Regions from separate parts of the Danio rerio genome. Here regions 2 and 3 are each linked to region 1. Evidence: chromatin contacts called from public Hi-C and HiChIP or PLAC-seq data. All regions are on one chromosome and are shown on one strand. The core of a region is the stretch at or near the end of the contact, and the rest is flanking DNA. Distances in the headings are between cores, read along the strand shown.

Region 1 (4,252 bases), core at 1,096-3,595:
ATTATTAGATTTCAAAGTTCAAAGTAGTTTAGTAAAGGTTCAGTCTGAATTTTCAGTACAACATTTTTTTTGTTTCATTTTTTTTTTGGCCTGATAATTGGTTGCTTGTTCATTTAATAGTCTGTATTTGGTAACACTTTACAATAAGGTTCATTAGTTAATGCATTTACTAACATGAACTAATCATAAACAACACATGTACTGCATTTATTAATCATAATTGAACACTTACAAATGCATTGTTAACATTCAAGTCCATGCTTGTTAACATTAGTTAATGCACTGAGTTAACATGAACTAATAATGAACAACTGTATTTTCATTAACTAACGTTAACTAACATGAACAAAACAGTAGTAAATGTATTGTTCATTGTTTGTTCATCTTAGTAAATGCATTAATTAACATTAACTAATGAACATTGTAAAGTGTGACCCTGTATTTATATTGCCAGTTTAACACATCTAACAATTTAACCAATTTAAATTTAGTCTGTTTACCAAAACAATAAAAAGAACATCCAACCTGGTGTTTTAGATTTCGTTTTATGATTACATTTTAATGACTGTTGCAATTGTTTCTGTGGGTTGTTGCAACCGTCCCTCTGCAAGGGGTCAGTTGCAACATTTAATTTTGTCAGTTCAATTGGTGTTTTTGTGTGGACTTTGCATGTTTTCCTGGTTTCCTCCAGGTGCTCTGGTTTCCCTACGTGTGATATAGATGAATTGGAAAAACTAAATTGGCCGTAGTGTATGAATGAGTGTGTATGGATCTTTCCTAGTACTGGGTTGCAGGTGGAAGGGCATCCGCTGTGTAAAACATAATCTGGATAAGTTGGCCGTTCATTCTGCTGTGGCGACACCTGACACAGTTCGATATTTACAAATCCACATTTATTTTATTTACCTTGAATGAATGAATGAATAAATTAATGAATTAATTAATGATCCATTTAATAGTTCAGTAGATTTTTTTGATCAGCATGGTGGCCCAGTGGGTACCGCGGTCACCTCACAGCAAGAAGGTCGCTAGTTCGAGCCTTGGCTGGGTCAGTTGGCATTTCTGTGTGGAGTTTGCATGTTCTACTAGTGTTCGCATTAATTTCCTTTGGAGTTTCTCTGGTTTCCCCCACAAGTCCAAAAGACATGCACTATAGGTGAATTGAGTAAACTAAACAGTGTCCGTGTGAATGAGAGTGTATGGGTGTTTCCCAGTGATGGGTTGCAGCTGGAAGCAAGTGGTGCTCGCTGCAGAGCCATTTGAGGAGAGCTGAGCTCCAGCGAGGGGGAGCTTAAGCTTGAGCTCCACCTTTTTTGCACTTCTTCTATGAGTGATGTCACTGGGGGTAGGGTTAGGGGTGGGGTTGGTGTACGCATTAAAACAGCTTACAGAAGGAGGAGCGACAGCTCATGCTCCCCCTCGCTGGAGCTCAGCTCTCCTCAAATGGCTCTGCAGCGAGCACCCTCTCGCTGGAAGGGCATCCACTGCGTGAAACATATGTTAGACAAGTTGGCTGTTCATTCCACTGTGGCGACCCCTGAATAACAAAAGGACTAAGCTGAAAAGAAAATAAATGAGTAAATTGTCATGGCTGACCAGCCATTAACAGGTATTGGAAATATTTTTAATATTAATATAACTTTACCCTTAAGGATCATTTTATAAGTGATAAAATATGAATTTATAATGACATTTATACTGATTAATACCAAATGCAGTGTTGTTAATATATAAATCACTTATTATACTCGAGGTAAACAATGTTGAATTTATGATATGGTTTATCACAGCTATGAATACACTACAATACACTACATCCACTAGATGGAGCTATATGCATTGTGTATAGAAATCTCTTTACAAGGCTTGTAGTCTACTTATAAACAAACATATATATATAAACTAATAGAACTACATGCTGGAGGATGCTGATGATGTGGCAAAACGGGAAAAAAACTAACAATTCTATAAAGGAAATTTAAGTAAGTCTTGTTTTGATTTCCTGTTAAAATAGTCCTATATAATCATTTATACGTAGAAATGCCACCATGCCCGATGAATGTTTTGTCATTGTTGCAATTTGAAGAAGCATATGTAAACATACTTCTCTTCTAATTGTTGTGATGGCCTGTCATCGCCCATCGTGACGCTCCGCCCACTTTTCATCCATTGGCTGCTTCGTATAGAAAACAGCGCAGAACTTTAGGTTGGAGCGCTCCCATTGGCTACAATTTATATTTGCATAAGTTCTCAGCTCGTGATTGGTCGACGGCGCGTCAATCACTCGCTACAACCCATTCCCTGCGTTTGGATATTACCTTAGGAGACTCTACAGTTTTTCATCAGTGAGGACTGGAATGTGGACAAAGTAACCCAGCCGACCAGACAAGAGGCGAACAAAACTATGATTCCTTTTCAAAATTTAAAACCGCACAACGTCAGGATTTCTTACTAGCGTCCAGCACACTGTAAGTATACCAAGTTTTTTGTTATATTAGAACAAAAAGCTTGAGATGAATAACCCTCTAATAATCAACATCTGCACTGTTCTTCCTGTTTTTGGCAGAGCTGGAAAAGCCAATACACTCAGTCAGGATTAGGTGTGAGCTGGATAGGGATTGGTGACCACATCTCGCTTCTTCCAGAAGGAGAAACGGGTGTAAATCGGAAGATAATGATCGCTTACAGGGAGAGCAGCGTCTTTACGTCTCTCTAATCGTCAGGAGTTTGTCAGGCTTTCTTCTGCATGTCAATACACTGAGTTGCGACTCTCCGCTAACAGCATTAGCTCCTCTTATTCACAGCGGTCGCCGTAAGACTAAGCTTAGACAAATCTGTCATTTCTGATATTACTGGGTTTACATTTTGGCTTGATTAGATTTTACCTCAGTATGAGTTATTTAGCTTTTCAGGTGTCTTTTCCATTGTTTAGCGCACTAGCGAGATGGCTAACTGTAGCTCGAGTTCGCGCATTTCTAAAGTCTTGCAGCGCAAAAAAGTCGCAGAAATTGTCTTATTTGTCGCGTTATGTATTTGTATCACTAATATATTTCTTCAGTTTATAAAGTCTAAAGGAGGCGAGAGGGGAACTATTGGAAATGACTGAAGGAAATTGTGTTTTGTTTGTTTAGTTTTTTCAAGCCCGCGCCTCAGAGCACCTGCTCCCACTGTAGTTTTTTACTAATTGGGAATATATATATATATATATATATATATATATATATATATATATATATATATATATATATATATATATATATATATATATATAAATTTTATTTTATTTATTTCTTTTTTTTGTGATACAAAAGACAGGAAAATTAGTCTTATTGAATCATCCATGGCCTCAGATTTCTTATACAACGACGGAATTTGAAGTTCAGTCCAGTTATTTTTACATTGGTCATAGTTCAAGTAAACAAGTGCCTGTCTAACTTCAAATTGGCTGCTTACTCTTGCAAAGTGTGAATGGTCCTAACATTACCTTTATACTTAAATTATTCGCCTCAGTTTTCAGTTCTAGTTTTCAGATGCATCTTTAATCCAACACCAGATTCATTAGGTCATTTTAAAGGCTTCATGTCCTAAAAGTGGGTTGTTAAATTACAAATACAGTATGAACAAAATGTTTAGTTATGGTTCTCCTTGAGTTGTTGAGAAGAAGCACTTCTTGCAAGCATAAGAAATAAGGAACTGAGCATATGACAAATTTTCATATGTTCACTGTTTTTCCATTTACAATGTCGACATAACTAATATGGCCACACTTAAAACCTTCTGTAACAATAGCAGCCAACTTTTAAGTGCTATCACACAAGTACAAATATTTAAATTTAGTGAAGTTTAGGAACAATATGTTTTTGTCATTTGGCTTGTATCTAGGGCTGAGCCAATAAACAATATTATATTGAATCAGGATAAAATATGTGTTAATAATAATAGCTCTGGACATTTTTTTACTCAATATTGATCTACAAGCCAATCACACAGCAGCAATGTGCAACAATAAGAATCTAAAAGTGTGTTGATATTAGAGATGTACAGAATTTTTGGCGCTGAAAATTTTAACGGCCTAAAATATGTAATGCCATTTGATGGACCCTCTATTTTTTGTGGCTTCAGTGATTGTTGGGGTACTCTTTTAAATCTGTAAGCATTAGAGACATAAAATTAGAACATTTAGAACTGAAATTTATTGGCCTAAAATGTGTTATGCCACTTGATGGACCCTCAAATTTTTGTGGCTTCAGTC
Region 2 (4,323 bases), core at 1,247-3,746, 270 kb after region 1:
GTCTCTTAATATCTATTCACAAAGTACTGTTTAACTTAAGGTCAAAGCTAGACAAAATAAGTCGGAAAGGTAAAAGTAAAAAACAACAAACAAAAAAAATGTTTTATATCCGTCTTATCTAAGTGTGTATAGGCACATGGGTAGAGAGGAGTGTATACTTCTGAGAGTGTATATATACACACTGGTAGATTAAAATTGTGTGCATATATATAGTGCTCAAATTGAAAATGAATATTTTTATCAGTGAATATAGGCAAGGCAAGTTTATTTATATAGCACATTTCATACACAGTGGCAATTCAAAGTGCTTTACATTAACAGGAATAAAAAAGACAAGTTTAGGAACATAAAATGCAGATAATAAAAATTATTAAAAACAGATAAAAACAAATTAAAATGAGTTAAAACAGGTTATAAAAGAATGAAAAAGAAAACGAAAAACATAATAGTGCTATCTGTCGGACGTACTGTAGCACAGTGCTTATACAGTAAAGGCACAGCTAAACAGATGTGTTTTCAGTCTTGATTTGAATGTGACTAATGTTGGAGCACATCTGATCATTTCTGGAAGCTGATTCCAGCAGCGAGGTGCGTAGTGGCTGAAGGCGGATTCACCCTGCTTTGACTGAACTCTTGGAATTTCTAGTTTATATGATTCTAAAGATCTGAGTGATCTGTAAGGTTTGTGTTCAGTGAGCATATCTATAATGTATTGAGGTCCTTGGCCATTTAGTGATTTATAGACAAGATAATACTTTAATATAGACAGTGTATTTCGGTTCTTTTAAACAAAACAGATTTATGAAAAAGATATATTTATTAAAATAATATTTTAGTCACCAAACATATTTAAAAATGGAAACAAATACAATTAAAGCTAAATATTCAAAAAAAAAATACAACCTTCAAAAAAATTTTTTTTCAATTTTTTAGCTTCTCTTGTTTTTTTTCTTTTTTTATATTTTTATTTAATATTTTTCTATAACATATAGATTTGTGTACAAGTTTTTGGACCGGTATTATCGTAAGTTATTTTGTTAGATAAGCTCCAGATCAGGCTTCAGTACTGACTAATCTAATGACAGTAGTAAAGTTGTTTTTTTATTTGAATATTCAGACATTCTCCTTTATAATATAATTTCAGAAAAGTATTCTTCGCAAATTCTAAATAGGGAATTCATATTAGCAGCCAGAGACTGTCAAAGTATAACATTGTTTACAGTGAATTAGATAGTGTTAATGCTGTTTAGAAGTCATACTTGCATGCTAATTCCAACCAAATATTCAATGTAAACAACACAGAAACTTCTAAATGAACGAATGTGCGAATATAAAACCAACTTTACCTCTATAATCTAATGTATATATATATATATATATATACATATACATATATATATATATATATATATATATATATATATATATATATATATATATATAATATATGCGCCAATATAATATTGTAGAGCTTCCTACAAAAAAAATATACATTTAAAAGAGAGATTTGTGAGGGGTGTACTTATATATGCCAAAAACTGTACGTGTGTGTGTGTGTGTGTGTGTGTGTGTGTGTGTGTGTGTGTGTGTGTGTGTGTGTGTGTGTAATTAAAGGATATTTAAAGCCATTAAACCTAAACGTCCCTAAGTGCCTGCTGGAAAGCTGATAGGCGTTTTGGAACATGATAGTTTTATAGCTTGTCTAAAACTACCATCTGACCAATACATACGTATTTAATTAAAATGACATTTCCAATATAGTGCGACTATTACGACGACTGTTTGCGATTAGTTATAAATGTCATACGGAAAAAACGTACCTAAAAATCGAGTTATTTAGAAAGTACTCTAACGTTACTTGTTTCATAACTAACATCAACTCAATAAATACATTAGTAATAAAACAAATGACATGAGATACAGTTACAGGCCAGCCAGAAACCAGATACAACGACAAAGGTACAGTTAATTTAAGATGGCTCTACCAGCAGGACTTCACTTGTCGTTGCAGGTTAATGTGACTAAAACAAAATTCTGCCCCCTAAACACAAACCCTCGACCCCTGGTAACATCGTATAACAATGACTTTGTTTGGAAACTCAAATATATCTTACCTCGAACGCTGCACTGCTCAAAGCGTGCTTCTTTGGTTCACTCTCATTCCTTTTAAAAGCTCACAAATCCCCATCCGACATTGTTTCTTTTGGGACTCTGGTTGGTTACCCCAAACACGCCAAACTGTGCTTCAATCCAACAAGTTGTTCAATGTGGACGTCTCGAGGCAAACTACTGAGTTACAACGTTGCGTCTGACTGGAAGTAACGCTTTAAAATGTAACTAAACAACTCGAGCATTACAGTGTTGCAGCTTTTATTCGGCGCTGCGGGATTTGACGAGTTTAAAAGGTCTCAGAAATGTAGAGACACAAATCACTTTGTTAGTTCCACTGTAGCAACTTCTATTCTTCAAGCCCGCATGTCTGATAGGGGCGGGACCAGCAGTTTTGGGAGCAGTGTCTCTTTACCGACTCTGACTGTCGCATGCCTGACAGTGTGTTCATTCAACCGGCTTCAATAGAATGTTTGTTCAAACTTATTTTCCGTTTTGTTGTAGGTATTTGGAGTTATTAATGTGATGTTTTGGGGTTAATTTTAGGGTTTGGCCTTGATAGTGTTTGAGTGGCGTTTAAATGTTTCATTTGTTTAATTCATGGATATTTATAAGTGATGACTGTCTGTTTATGAAGCGATTGCTGAATGCCAGTGTGTTCTTTTTAGTTGTCAAGTGTTTCGTATTTGAAACTCAATGCCCACTGGAAATATATACAATGATATTGGCTGACCTCTGGTGGCCGGTTGAATTATTACAAGGGATCCTCGGACTGGATTAAATTTGGAGCCAGATCAGTCTAAAAAATAATAACTTTTCAAAATGAAATTCATACATGCACAGCACAAATCACATTGACAAAATCAAATTTGTAAACACAATTCAAGAATTCAGAATTAAAAATCATAAACATTTTCGCCAAATGAACTATATTTATGTATTTTTGAATCGTATTTTGAATTTCCGAATTGGATTTGTGTATTTATGAATCGGAGAGAATGTGGCGCAGTAGGTAGTGCTGTCGCCTCACAGCAAGAAGGTTGCTGGGTCGCTGGTTCGAACCTTGGCTCAGTTGGCGTTTCTTGTTCGCGTGGGTTTCCTCCGGGTGCTCCAGTTTCCCCCACAGTCCAAAGACATGTGGTACAGGTGAATTGTGTAGGCTAAATTGACCGTAGTGTATGAGTGTGGGTGTGAATGTGAGTGTGGATGTTTCCCAGAGATGGGTTGCAGCTGGAAAGGCATCCGCTGCGTAAAAACTTGCTGGATAAGTTGGTGGTTCATTCCGCTGTGGCGACCCCGGATTAATAAAAGGACTAAGCCGACAAGAAAATAAACAAATGAATATGTTCAGCTTAAGTCTTTATTACGTGAAAACACTGAGAAATAATATTAATAAAACATTAATTTTAATTAATTTTATCTTATTTAGTTTGTTGTTTCAAACTTACGAAATGCATTTTTAAAATTTTTGAATCGTGTTTTAAATTTCCGAATTGGATTTGTGTAGTTATGAATCGTGTTTCAAACTTACGAATTGGATTTGTGTTTTTCGAATCATGTTTTGAATTATTCATTCATTCATTCATTTTCTTGTCGGCTTAGTCCCTTTATTAATCTGGGGTCGCCACAGAGGAATGAACCGCCAACTTATCCAGCAAGTTTTTACGCAGCGGATGCCCTTCCAGCCGCAACCAGCGACCTTCTTGCTGTGAGGCGAACGTGCTACCCTTTTCTGTATTTATAAATCGTGTTTCAAACTTACAAATTGGATTTGTGTATTTTCAAATCATGTTTTGAATTTACGAATTGAGTTTGTGTATTTATAAATCGTGTTTTGAATTTACGAATTGTATTTGAGTATTTTCAAATCGTGTTTTAAATTTACGAATTGAGTTTGTGTATTTATGAATAGTGTTTCAAACTTACAAATTAAATTTTGTGAATTGTGTCGTGGATCTGTGAATTGTATTTTGTAAATGTATTATCTTTGTGACTGATCTGGCTCCATATGTTTATGGATTACATGATCAAACACATTTGTAAATTATTCATAATTTATCGATATTTTCCCATTTCAGCTTTTTCTCTTTTTCTTTCTAAAACAAATTCTACTGCTTGTAAAATTGGTTAGCTTTAAATATTTACAATATAGAACAGCCACGTGTAGATCAATTTAATTATATATTATCTATTCCATACTTGTCAATTTAGGGG
Region 3 (4,025 bases), core at 1,304-3,803, 300 kb after region 1:
CTGCACTTGCTGGAGCTCCATATTAGATCAGGCAGAAAGTCTTTCCCCCTGCACCATATAAATGCTGCATGACTTTATTCATCATAGCCGGTTCAGAAATGTATTATGCAGTAGGCTGGTGCAGAATAACAGCAAGAACATGGTTTCTTATGCAAGTGAAAGATTTGATCTATTGCTTTATTCTGTTTTCATTTTGTGCCAATAGATTTTGACAACAACACCACAAATTGAGGTGAGCTGTTCTGAAAAGTGTAGCTTCAGTTTTTTCAGTAGCTTATTTTTGGGGAGATGCTTCATGTAAAAATCAGTGAAAAATGTAGGTAAAATGAATCAGTGTATTCAAATGATTCATTTAAATAAATCAGTTCCAAATATTCCTCTGAATATTTACTTACAATATGTGGAATAAAGCATGCCACAACAAAATATGGATCAAAACTCATATGTCTGTCAGCACTAATGGCGCTGGGTAAATGTGAAACTAAATACATTCAGTGCATGGGATACTTGACTGAGCAATACACAACAATGTATATTTCATCTGCTTTGTAAACATGAGTTATCGAAGGCTTTAGGCGAGTCATTGTTCGTAAGCACAGAGTGTGCAGCACTTCCATATGGCAAACCCTGATGCTCTTTGGCACGCACATGCTCCTTGCCAGGTGAGAGCACTGCAGTCAGTAAACAATAGAAGAATCGTGATGCTTCTTCCCTTCATGAGATGAATATGATTGATGGATGGATGGATGGATGGATGGATGGATGATAGATAGATAGATAGATAGATAGATAGATAGATAGATAGATAGATAGATAGATAGATAGATAGATAGATAGATAGATAGATAGATAGATAGATAGATAGATAGATAGATAGATAGATAGATAGATAGATAGATTCAAATAGTACAGATGGACGGATAGATAAATGAATTATTGTGTAGATGTTTAGATAGATGATAAATAATCAACTGGAATATTAATGAATGAATAAAGATGGATGAATGGATGAGTGGAAAGATGAATGAGCAATTTAGAGATGAGTTGATGAACAAATGATAGGTTGACGAAAACAGCAGATGACAGATATAAATACAAATATTGATGCATGGATGTATTTATGAATAGATAGATGATGGAAATATGATAACTACTGCAGAGATACAATTGGATAGATGGATAGAGAATACTGTTGGATGAATGAACATTAATAGTACACAAGATGAGCGAATGAATGAATGAATGAATGAATGAATGAATGAATGAATAAATGAATGAATGAATGAAGGATTAAATGAATGAAAGGCTAGACATATATAGACATTTAAATATATATAAATGATAGACAGATGGATACAGAATACAGATGGATGAATGAACATAAATAAAACACAGAATCAATCAAGGAAAGAATGAATAAATGAATGAATGAATGAATGAATGAATGAATGAATGAATGAATGAATGAATGAACGAACAAACGAATGAATGAATGAATGAATGAATGAATGAAAGGCTTGACATTAGTAGACATTTAAATAAATGTGTAAATTATAGAAAAATGGATAGACTAACATAAATAAATCATAAGATGAATGAATAATTGAATGAATGAATGAATGAATGAAAGGCTATATATATATAAACAAACATTTAAATAGATATATAAATGATAGACAGATGGATACAGAATACATATGGAATGATAAACATAAATAAAACACAGAATGAATGAATGAATGAATGAATGAATGAATGAATGAATGAATGAATGAATGAATGGCAAGACAAATAAATAGACATTTAAATAGATATATAAATGATAGATTGATGGATGACAGGTAGAAAACAGATAGCATGATAAAACAGACAGATAGTTGATGATAGATAGATAGCTTGATGATTGACAGACAGACAGACAGACAGACAGACAGACATAGATAGATAGATAGATAGATGATAGATAGATAGATAGATAGATAGATAGATAGATAGATAGATAGATAGATAGATAGATAGATAGATAGATAGATAGATGATAGATAGATAGATAGATAGATAGATAGATAGATAGATAGATAGATAGATAGATAGATAGATAGATAGATAGATAGATAGATAGATAGATAGATAGATAGATAGATAGATAGATAGAAGGATGGATGTGCCCAGGTGAGCTATTGTTTTGCATTTTCACCCCAGTGTCCATTTAACCAAACTCATCCGTCATTTATAAAGCAGAGACTCCCTCCCCCATCAGCAACTATCCATCTGCCAAGCCCAAGTCCTCCTCCCTGATGTGCATTCCTTTTTTCTCTACAGTATCTCTCTCTTTCTCTCTCTCTCTCTCTCTCTTACACACACACACACACACGCAGAGTACGTGCTCCTCCCGCCAGCTCTGGTTCATGTGGGAGTGAGTGTGGAGCAGAGGTAGGCTTGGACTCTACCATTGTGAGTTGTTTGGGCGTGTTCTGCAAGCTCCTCCTATAATGAACGGCTCGGGAGGAGGGATGGAGAGTGTGAGTGCGAGCGCTCGCATCCTAATCTTCCTGTTCAGCATCTCTGTGGCTGTCTGGATGATCCCTCTCTCTCTTCTCCATGTTTAAACTCAGGCCGGATACTCCGTCTTTTTGGGAGACTTTACTTTTTTCTTAAACAGAGGGACTAATTTGATGCCAAGTCAGCATAATTTCGACGGTAAGAAAGTTGATTGTTTGTTTACATGCCTTGTGTGCTAGATCTAAGGGATTTCTTCTGCTTTGTTTCTTATGAAAGTCTATGCTAGAGACTGCAATGCACTGCAGGGAGTAAAAGTTTATGAAATATTAAAGGAAAGAAGCCTGTTTGAAGCTCACAGAGGCATGAAAAGCCAAGCGTCGCTGCACAGAAAACTCAACCAAAGGAGTTTTTTCTTTCAAATAGATGGTTTAAAGGCATTTAGATGATGACTCTGCTTATAGAATGAATCAATGAGCGTCTAGGTTGCTGCCTAGTAGTTTTTGGAAGCAGTTACATAATCAATACTCACCGAAAATATTTCTCCCGCAGAGACTAAGTGATGCAATAATCTAATATGATAAAGTGCACGATCGTAAAAGCAGAACGATCATCAATCGAGGAGAGAAGTTTGATAACGAAACTTGTTTTTTTTTTTTCGTGATTTCTTTGGTAGAAAGGAAGAAAAATCTCTTGGCCTCGTCTTTTTGACATGAAAAGCGCCATTAAGTTTATGAGAATGAGATTGTGCAATGATGCAAGCGTGTGAACTGATTAAACTATAATGTGTCATATTAAATGCACTCCACTATGCGTGTTCAGAGATATGTGGGCGAATGCTAGTTGTAGTTGCTAGTGTATTTATAAACTGTGCACCGAAGGGTGGGGGGGATCTTCTTGCAATGGATAAAAACATATGCATTATTTATATCCTCTAAATGTCTTGCAGGCACCAGAAGCGCTATCTCAGACTCAAAAAAATGTTCATTAATATCATCATTATTAAGAAACGTTTGTATTAATAGTACTGTGCTACATGTGTAACTGCAGGTGAACTTATTCATACGGGAGGACTAAGTAAACCAAACAAACGTTTCCATCTCACCATCGTAGACATATGTGGATCATTAGCTGTCTTCTGTTGCTTTCAAATGGCTCCTCCGAGGATTCCTGGTGATCAAAGGCAGAAAACATGTTATAGAAATATGACTTATTAGAGGCACCTCGTGGCGAGGAAAAAAAAAGAGATCTTGGAAAATGCTTTGAGTTAGCAGAGCAAACTCTATGAATTCAAAATATGATACAAAATACACATATTCTCTGCGTAAATTTAAAACACGATATGAAAGTACACAAGTCCAATTTGTAAATTCAAAACTCGATACGAAAATACACAACTTCAATTCTTAAATTCAAAACACGATATAAAAAAATAAACATATCCAATTTGTAAATTTAAAATATGATATGAAAATATGCATATCCAATGCATAAATTTCAAACATTATTTAAAAATACACATATCT

The links. A called contact is a pair of places that touch in the nucleus more often than the background predicts. HiChIP or PLAC-seq counts read pairs in DNA pulled down with a chosen protein or histone mark.
Region 2: a contact with region 1 is called in a Hi-C map of hematopoietic stem cells, with 4 times the contacts expected there. The contact joins the promoter of akap13 here to the promoter of enc2 in region 1. A contact is called at or near these places in 4 of 18 Hi-C or Micro-C datasets (caudal fin, fibroblasts, hematopoietic stem cells and 1 more) and 2 of 4 datasets of contacts at active chromatin or transcription factors (caudal fin and embryo).
Region 3: an H3K4me3 HiChIP or PLAC-seq map of embryo shows a contact between it and region 1, with 2.9 times the contacts expected there. The contact joins the promoter of sv2bb here to the promoter of enc2 in region 1.

What each region holds. Positions count from the first base shown.
Region 1 is chr25:12,204,452-12,208,703 of GRCz12tu, reverse strand. enc2 (ectodermal-neural cortex 2) reads left to right here and starts at 2,345. Exons shown (of 5, transcript XM_073942911.1): 1 at 2,345-2,468; 2 at 2,567-2,718. The region is part of intron 2 of agbl1 (AGBL carboxypeptidase 1); the gene reads right to left.
Region 2 is chr25:11,930,658-11,934,980 of GRCz12tu, reverse strand. akap13 (A-kinase anchoring protein 13) reads right to left here and starts at 2,496. Exons shown (of 36, transcript XM_073942868.1): 1 at 2,115-2,496.
Region 3 is chr25:11,909,440-11,913,464 of GRCz12tu, reverse strand. It overlaps sv2bb (synaptic vesicle glycoprotein 2Bb), which reads left to right and starts at 2,553. Exons shown (of 13, transcript XM_005161518.6): 1 at 2,553-2,700.